3 separate regions of the Mus musculus genome follow, and all the other regions are linked to region 1. Evidence: chromatin contacts called from public Hi-C and promoter capture Hi-C data. All regions are on one chromosome and are shown on one strand. Each heading gives the region's core, a stretch centred on a gene start, on an enhancer-like site or on the middle of the called end of the contact. The rest is flanking DNA. Distances are from core to core; before and after follow the strand shown.

The links. Promoter capture Hi-C pulls out the DNA fragments that hold promoters and counts their contacts. A called contact is a pair of places that touch in the nucleus more often than the background predicts.
Region 2: a promoter capture Hi-C map of pre-B cells shows a contact between it and region 1. The contact joins the promoter of Wwp1 here to the promoter of Ufl1 in region 1. A contact is called at or near these places in 1 of 39 promoter capture datasets (pre-B cells) and 1 of 484 Hi-C or Micro-C datasets (CD4 T cells).
Region 3: a contact with region 1 is called in a Hi-C map of muscle stem cells, with 5 times the contacts expected there. The contact joins the promoter of Cpne3 here to the promoter of Ufl1 in region 1. A contact is called at or near these places in 1 of 39 promoter capture datasets (pre-B cells) and 1 of 484 Hi-C or Micro-C datasets (muscle stem cells).

The regions. Positions count from the first base shown.
Region 1 is chr4:25,280,128-25,283,119 of GRCm38.p6, reverse strand. Ufl1 (UFM1 specific ligase 1) reads left to right here and starts at 1,299. Exons shown (of 20, transcript NM_001355512.1): 1 at 1,299-1,444; 2 at 2,352-2,497. The coding sequence starts at 1,368.
Region 2 is chr4:19,707,525-19,710,459 of GRCm38.p6, reverse strand. Wwp1 (WW domain containing E3 ubiquitin protein ligase 1) reads left to right here and starts at 1,456. Exons shown (of 25, transcript NM_177327.5): 1 at 1,456-1,621.
Region 3 is chr4:19,568,699-19,571,720 of GRCm38.p6, reverse strand. Cpne3 (copine III) reads left to right here and starts at 1,613. Exons shown (of 16, transcript NM_027769.3): 1 at 1,613-1,720.

The DNA.
Region 1 (2,992 bases), core at 50-2,549:
TCTAAATGATTCCAAGAATGTGTAATAAATCCTGTACACACTGTAGCTAAAGACATCAACTATCCACAGACTGTCTGCATGTCAACATTAACAAGGTATTTGTACAACTACAGACAGCTATCATAAAATTTTATAAAGAATGGAATGTCAGCTCTCCAAATCTATACAAGTTCGTTCTTTAAAAGAATCTCCTACCCTTTAAAAAACAGCTGCGTAGTGTTTGCTCTGTTTAAAGTTCCTCTGTAATATCATATATTGGTCAAAAATTACTACCTCCCTCCCTCCCTCCCTCCCTCCCTCCCTCCCTCCCTCCAAAGCACTTAAAATGATGGGTGGGAAGATGCTTGAAGGTTAAAGTGCTCTCTGTGCAAGCATACAGACTTGAATTCAGAGCCCAAGCTCATCTTGAAACCTGGGTATGATCATCAACCTGACTGGGAGATGAAGCCAGGAGGAAACTCAGGGGCTGGCTGGCCAGTAAACCTACTTGATGGGAGGCTGGCCTACCTTTCTGAGAGAGTCTGCTTCAAAGGATAAGATGGAATGCCAAGCTTTATCATGGAGTTCTCTAAATTTAATCAAAGCTAGGCACTTCAGAAGCCAAATGGATTTATCTACTGGACGTGTTATATGGACTAATATATTTACATAGGAAAGAAGCAAAATATTCTTTACTAAGTACAATCAGCCTTCTGATTTCCCCATTGATTAAGATTGGAAAATGGTATGTGTGAATAAACAATGGCAGCAGTTATCTTGTCTAAGAAGTACAATGCCATTGCCTTCCCTAGTTTCACTCCCAGCAACGATTATTCCTTTGTCCGAGTAAATAATAATAATAATAATAATAATAATAATAATAATAATAATAATAAGCTTTAGAACACATGAACTGAAGTCCATGGCGTTTGCTATACCCAAATAGATTCATTTTGGAAGAACAAAATTCAAACTGATGCAGTAGTGTGGAACAAGTTTCTCTAAAACTGACTTCATTCTTGGCTCAAGTAAAAGCCCCATTCACTGTTCAAAGTGGATTAGTCACGGTTTGTAAGAGTCCCACAAAAGAAGTATGTCTCGTCCGCTCAGCAAGGGCGGAAGATCATTTGATGGTTGCTGGACAGAAACAGGAACCTTGCAAAAAGGATTACTGAGTCAGCATCAGCTTGGCTTTGTAGGAGTTTAGGAAGCCGCTTCCCGCAGGCCACGCCCAGCTGAGGGCGGAGAGCTCGGCAGTCGCGTTTCTGTTCGCGAATTTCCTTGACGCAGGTCTCTTGGCCCTCTGCGCGGTCCGTCCCGGGGTGCCTGCGGCAGGCTGAAGGCTGACGTGTCTGCCGTTTCCCTGTGTCGGGGCGAGCGGAGCAGTGATGGCGGACGCCTGGGAGGAGATCCGGCGGCTGGCGGCTGACTTCCAGCGGGCGCAGTTTGCAGAGTCCACGCAAAGGTGCTGGTTCCCTGCGGTGTGGAGCCGGCTTAGGCCCGGGACGCTGCCCCGCTCCCGCACTGCCTGCCGGAACGCGGTGGGACCCCGGAGCCGGTCTGCTGCGGCGGCTGTCGGTAGAGGCGCTCGCTGCCCGGCCTAGGGCGAGCTTGCAAAGTCCCCAGTGCAGCGCGCAGCAAGTAGTCTGTCCCTCCTCCAAATCCTTTTTACGTGCAGCCACAGATCTAAGCCAGGCCCACATGCCATCTGTCATATTTTAGGGACTCCGGGACACCAACTTTTCTACACTCCAGAAATGGGGGAGTGGCCGAATTACCCCGACTCTGCGCCCGTGATTACACATCGCATATATAAGGCGAATAGACTTTGTCTCCCTGTCAACGAGTTCTTGTAGTATTTTATTTCTCTTGGACCTAAACACAGTAGTCCGTTGATGCTGTTCTATAACATTGAGAGCTACAGACATACATACACTCTCACAACAAACAAACAACAAAACCCGGGGAAAAAATTTAGTGCAAGATGGCTGTGAGTAGCTAACATTATAGTACCTATAGTTCTGCTAAGCCACATGACCTGTCTGTACACCAACTGTACCAGTAAGGCCAACATACTGTGATTTTAAAGAAAAGTTTGTTTGTTTTCAGCTGGAAAATTTGATACTTGAAGGCAGGACTAGGAGAGAACATCTGTAGAATCATAATACAGTGACGTGTGTGAATTAAATAAATAATTCAAGGGAATATAAACCTACTCTCAAGTTTTCTTTTTAAATTACTCAACCAATATCATCATACTAATAAAGGACAGATTTTGTAATGTAGAAGTTACTCAAAATTTTGCTTTCAAATACCTGGGGGGGGGGGGGGCGGCATAGCAAGTACACTCTTAAACTCCTGGCTTCGCACAGGTTGTCAGAGCGGAACTGCATTGAGATTGTGAATAAATTGATCTCTCAGAAACAGCTGGAAGTAGTCCATACACTTGACGGCAAGGAATATATCACTCCAGCCCAAATCAGTAAAGAAATGAGAGACGAGCTACATGTCCGAGGTGGTAAGTAATTCCTCAGTGTCATGCTTTTGTCTTTACCGGATGTTTGAAGAAAATACATTAAATTAAAAATAAGTACTTACGTGGAGGTTATAGGGCATTCTCCTCAATGGCTCCTTCTTTCCTCTTTGTGTTGGGTATCAGATCCAGAGCACAAACTAGGCAAATACTACCCCTGAGCTGTAACCCTTCTCTACTGATAACTTGATGATCAGCCTTCATAGGATCATGCAGTCAACCTTCGTATGTTCATATGAACATAATCTTACAGGTTCATGCAAACATGACCTTAACTATTGCCACTTAACAAATACCATGTTTTTGTTGTATTGAATTAAATGTACTATATATGTGTGTATGTGTATATATACCATATATATATATATATATATATGTGATATATATAGTATATATGTGGTATATATATGCATATACATATATGTATATATGTATATATGTGTGTGTATATATATGTATGTGTGTATAATATATATATAT
Region 2 (2,935 bases), core at 207-2,706, 5.6 Mb after region 1:
TTGCCTTCAAAGGATTATCTTGCTTCTGGTAACTGAGGTGGGCAGGGCCATTCCATGGGCTATATGCAACAAAGGCATGATAAGCATGCCTCTCACTCTATTTCCTCACTTCTGGTTTATTGTGACCAGCTGCTTCAAGCTCCGGTCACTAGGTATGAGCCAGCGTAAACTCCATTTCCCTTAAGTTGTTTTGGACCAGTCATTTATCACAGCAAGAGGAATAGGTTGAAGAAAAGTAAAATTGTCATGTACATTTTTGAGAGATTTTTGTGCACCATAGGCATATGCCCCTAACTTATATGTAAAATTAGGGGCTAGTAACTAATGGACCAGAGTGGAAAAGAATGAACGTTTGTTCATTCAAGTGGTATTTACTGAGTCCTACAAATACTCATGGAGCCTTAGTGTTCTTCTTGGTAGACTACTTTTTTCTCTTCTTCAAAAGTTGCAGCAACAACGGAGTGAATCAGAAAGGTGGTTTAATGTTAACAAGATATTTAGAACAGAAATGTTACAAGGTGATTAGGCTGAGAACTTGTTACCTATGGAGTAGTGAAGTTAAAGGTGTCACAGGCAACAAGAAGCCAGGATTCGTGAACTTTTCTGACAAGAGAACTAGTCGGCTCTGGGGTGGGTTTAAATTAATTTGTGAGGTCTAGCTGAGGTGTTTGGCTAAATGTACTATTTATTCTGGAAGAACTTTTGTTCTTTCTCTGAAGTAGAATGGCGGGCCATATGGTGAGTAATGTGGTCATTACACTGCAGTGTGACCTTTCTCGCAATGTAAATTACCAACAGCTCTTTTCTAAACCAGTTGACTCATTGTGTCAAAGAGTCAAGAGACAGCTACCTTTCAGAATTACTGTGTCCATTAACTGTACGAAAAGGGATATATGCACTTGCTCAATCAGTAGTAGCTTTGTCCCTGGGCCACTGTGGTGCCAAGAGAAAGGAACAATTTCATTACCAACACAATGGTCTCGTGTGACTACCATTACTAATGGACCCTAAATCAAATATTAAAGCGAGGTCAAGGGGTTTTCCTTCGCAGCCTACTTTGGCTGCGAAAGCACGGACGTGCCTGGAGGGTCTTCCCTGAGGTTATGCAGGAAGCTCTGCAGCTGACTGAACAGACCAGGTAGCTGCTGTTCACAAGTCACCACCGGCTTCCCGGCGGCTGCCCCGCCCCCTTTCCGGCTCTGGCTCCACCTCCTCTCCCTTATTGGTTGGCGTGCCTCTCCGCCTGACCGCCTGGAAGACCCGGAGGAGCGGAGTGGCCCCTAGGCGGGCTGGGCGCGCGCTCGCTGCGCATGCTCGAGGGCAGCTGGATTCCCGGTCTGGACCAGAGGCTCAGAGCGGCCCCGGCGGGGAGGCGCGCCCGTGCGCGGCAGCGGCAGCGGAGTCGCGAGCACGCTGCGCGCTCCCGAGGAAGGGAGGTGTAGGCCGGGGTGGGTGGGGGGAGGGCCGGGTGTCGGCGCGCTTGGCGTGCGGGATCCGAGTGGCTGCGGGCGGCCTGAGCTGCCCGGCCGACGCCTGCTGCGAGATGGCGATCTTGGGCGCGGAGGGCTGAGGAGGCGCCGCCGCGGTGGCTGCGGGCCCCGGGAGCCGCAGCTTTGCGCGGGTAAGTACAGCGGGGCTCTGGAGGGCGGCCGGGCCGGAGTTCGCCGGGGTGGGGTCGCCGGGCTTGCCCCGAGCTGGCCCTGGCACCGGCCTGTGCGGGTGACACCGGAGCCCGGCGAAGTGGCTCGGTGACTGCAGTGCTCAGCCTCCTGACCGGCGGCTTGCTGGCGTCCCAGCTTCCCCGCCTCAGAACTGCTGCCCTGACTTTCACCCGGATCCCACCGGCGCGAGCCGGGACGCCAGCCTCAGAACGTCCTTTTCTGACACGTTTTTAGCATTCAGCTTTTTTTTTTTTTTCACTGACTCCGCACCTCCTCTCACCAACAATCTTAATCTCCACCTTTGGTGACCTGGTAGGTTCAAGTGACCTTGCAAAATTTTCTAATCCTCATCTCGTGATTTGGGTCCTTTTCCTTTAAATCTTCTTTTAAAATGTAGTATTGTTAGGATTTGGTACTTTGCCCGTCGCCTTTAGCCTTTACAGTCCTTAAATGATCAGTTTGTGGCTTAGGGCTGTATGGCTTTCTACTCATCGGTTTGGAGTTGTAAGTTCTTTTGCTCTAAGCGATTCCTCTTCATTATTACCAAAAAGAAGGTGTATCTATTATGCTTTTGAAATATTTTACTCGTCCACCATAAAATATTTCACAAATGTCTGTGTTTTCCCTGTTAATGTTTCATCTTTTTGTGTGCATAAAATTGAATTCCTCCCCCTAAAATGCCGCTACTTAGAGTTATGGAAAAAAATGCCAGAGTTACCTTCCCACTCCCCATTTGGTGTTTTTTTTACCCCTGATGAAATACCCTGTTCACAGTTGTCTGTAGGTTTCTGTAAGAGTTTTTGCTTATGTATAAATCCACTTAACATGTCTCACCAAGTCTGTATGTAACTGCTAGTAAAACTCTCCTTTTAAAAAAGACATTCTTTCATTTATCTAACTTCCTTGAGCCATAAAACTATGTGCTTAAGCTGACTGAAAATTACCATTTTTTAAATAACTAGTTAACATTTTAAATTCAAAGATAATGTCCAAGTGTTGGAGCTGTTGAAATTGAGATGCTTGAGAAATGTGACTTAGCTCTTTGAGACATAGATTATTAACATTTCCAAATAATTCTTCACGTAAAATGTAGAGCTGCTTTTAAGACACTGTACTTTTGAAACCCAGGGCATGGCTGATCAGGTCTCTTGCCTTCAAAGAGATGGTAATCTCTTGAGTTGGCTGAAATTTCTGTTACATCCTTGCACAATTATTAAGCATCAACTGCATGACAGTGAGGTATTTGGAGGTATATGTAGATCAAATGGTTAGCA
Region 3 (3,022 bases), core at 364-2,863, 5.7 Mb after region 1:
CAGCAGTTTTCAGTTGCTACTACATTACTAATATACAGCTAAGAGTGAGACTTTATACCTATTGCCCCTCTCCATGCTGAGAATTTGTCCAACCTGAGCTTTTGCAGGTCATTCCAGGCTGTCAAAGTTGCAGTGAGCTCACATTTAAAACTGCCCAGAAGACTCTAGCTCTTACATTCTTTGCTTTCTGTCTTCTTTAATGATCACTGCTGGGTCTTGGAAGGAGGGGGCATGATGCAACTATCCCATTTAGGGGTATGCTTTCCTTAGTCTCACCCTCTGTGCCTTGGACATTTGCGGGACTCTGTTCACCACGGCTGCAAACAGAAGCTGCTCTGATGAGAGCGGAGAGGTGCATTAATCTATGAGTTTAACGAAAAGCCATTAGGAGCTGACTTGATACTCTGTCCATTGAGCAGAATATTTATAGTAGATTCTCCCCTGGGTCTGTGACCTGCCTAGCTGTTGTTTTTGCCTCGATAATAGTGCCAGGTATGGATTTCATTTTGTGGAGTGGAGTGGAACTTAAATCCAATCAGAAAGTGGTGAGTTATTTCCATGATATTCCTGCCACTATTGCACAAAGGGCATGTCTTTCCAGGCTGCTCATCACTGGCGCTCTAGGGTTCACTGCTGGGTAAGACTGAGATGACCTTTCTCCTCTGGAAGCTTACATATCACATTCCATTCTTTAGTCCTTTCTATTGAGTGTCCCCCCCCCCCCCCGCCTTTTTCCCCTCACCAATGTAAGTGAAGTAACTTTTGTAATACTGTTCGTTTGTCTTTGTTGATTTTTATCCCATTTTTTTCCAGCAGATATTTTAAATTTTCATTCAATAGAAGGATGTGACTTTGAGTACCCATCACCATAGGCATTTTGAGATTAGCATAATCTGATGACTTTAGGCAAATTGAACAACTGTTTACCTACCACATTTCACAGTATTTTCTTGCACCATTCTTATGAAAAGGCACGTGGCGCTAAACACATAACAAAGCTTTTGTGACGACCAAATAAAATAAATATATATTAAATAAAATAAGCATGTAAAATTACTCTGGGAAGGTGTACGCTCTACAGAAGGATGCTTAAGAGCTGGCATTTCACACTATTTCCTTGTCCAGATCTGTTTTCTTTCTTTATTTTTTTAAGGTTTATTTGTTTTGCTTTGCATGTATGAATGTTTTGCTTGCATGTTTGTACACACACACACACACACACACACACACACACACACACACATACACACACACCTGCCTGCTGCCTTGGGGAGATCAGAAGAGAATGCCAGATCCTCTGGAATGTGCTAGATGTTTGTGAGCTACAAACCGGGAACTCTGCAAGAGCAACAAGTGCTCTTCACTTCCGAGCCCCCCCCCCCTCCCCCCCAGACCAGATCAGATATTTTACTGCCTAAAGTCAATTACGGGTTTTGTAAGAATTCTTTAAAAGGTCAGCGGGTTGAGGCGCAGCAAAGAAAACTGGGAGTGAAAATGGGTTGAAATGGGTTGGGCAGCAAGCTCCCTATCAAAAGCAAAACTTCACCTTGGTCCCGCCCACAAGCTCCGCCCTCGCCCCTCCGCTCCGGGACTCCGCCCACGAGCCCCGCCCCTCCGCGGTCCAGCCCTCAGGTTCCAGTAAAGCCCCTGCGGTCCTGCCGCCTTGCGGTGCTCCTCGCTGGCTCTCCACCCTCACTCGACTTCTGCGGCGATATAGCACGTGAGTGCGTGACTTTTCCCAGCTCCGGAGCCGTGTGTCCCAGCCCAAGCCTGCAGCCTCCCGGGAAGCGGGCCGGTCCCGGGCGGGAAGACTTAGGGCCCTCAGGCTTCCATGGCCCGTCCCTCCGGGCCCCGGGCGCTGGAAGTGCTCCGTGGGTTTCCGGTGCCCACTCTGGGGACTCCCGAGTGTCGCGTGCTGGGTCCGCGGCCCGTGGAAGTCCGGGGCTGGGGGTCAGCCTGGGGGCCGCGAGCGCCTCCTGGGCCTGCGGCTCGCGCACCTGAAGAACCCTGCCGGGGATCCGCGGGCCTCGAGTGGAAGGGCAGGGTGGGGCGAAGGGTTACAGCCCCGAAATCTCGGTCCCGCTCAGCGGGGAAAGATTGGTGAACCAGACGAACCGGTCGTGTGGGGGAACGGTGGAGGAAAGGCTGCGTGCTGAGGGAAAAGGTGCTACTGAATTCGGTGCAAAGCTGGGCCTGGGTGAAGTCCTAGCAAGCTCCTGCACCTGTGTCCAGGGCTTTGGGCTCACTGCACACGCGACGCGAAGGAAGGGCAGTGCCACTTACTTGTTTTGCAGTCAGAAACTTGAGAGCATAGTGACCGTTAGTGTTGGCGCTAATGCACTTGACTGCGATCAGCTTTTGTTTCTTTCTGTTGTGTTTGTGGCCGCCAATAATCAGAGGGTGAAGTAGGATTAAAATAACCAGTGGTTTGCAGTGACCCACAACCTCTGTGTTAAGACCATTTTTATATATAGTTAGCTCACAACAAGCATAAATGCGACTATTATCTTTTTCACTCCTCAGGAAACTGGAATTAATTTATGAAACTTGGCACCTCTGAAAGTGGTAGCATTAGGTTTCGATTGTGGTCTGTACTTTTTTTTTAATACTTTACGATTTACAAAAGTAAGTGAATCTTATTTCACAAGAAAGGCAGTGACTATCTGTCTAGTTTCAAGTATGTTCTGAGGTTTTGTTATCTGTCTAACCTTTGGGTGGGATGCCCAACCCTTTATGGTGTGTTTCTACATTTGTAAAATGGATATAGCACTGATGTGTCAGAGTGGTGAGGGCTAAATAAAATGTTTGTAGATCACTCATCGAAGTGTCTGATACATAAATAACGATAAGATAAATGATGATGGTAGTTGTAGTGACAACAGTGGATTCTCAGAATCTATCTGCTTTTCAACACTCCCCCTCACCCTGCCCCCTCTGTTTTGAGAATATTTTTTAAAAGGCGGCCCCTTTTGGCTGATGAGTTGAAAAATGCACCCCACTCGAGCCTGAAAATCTAGTGCCT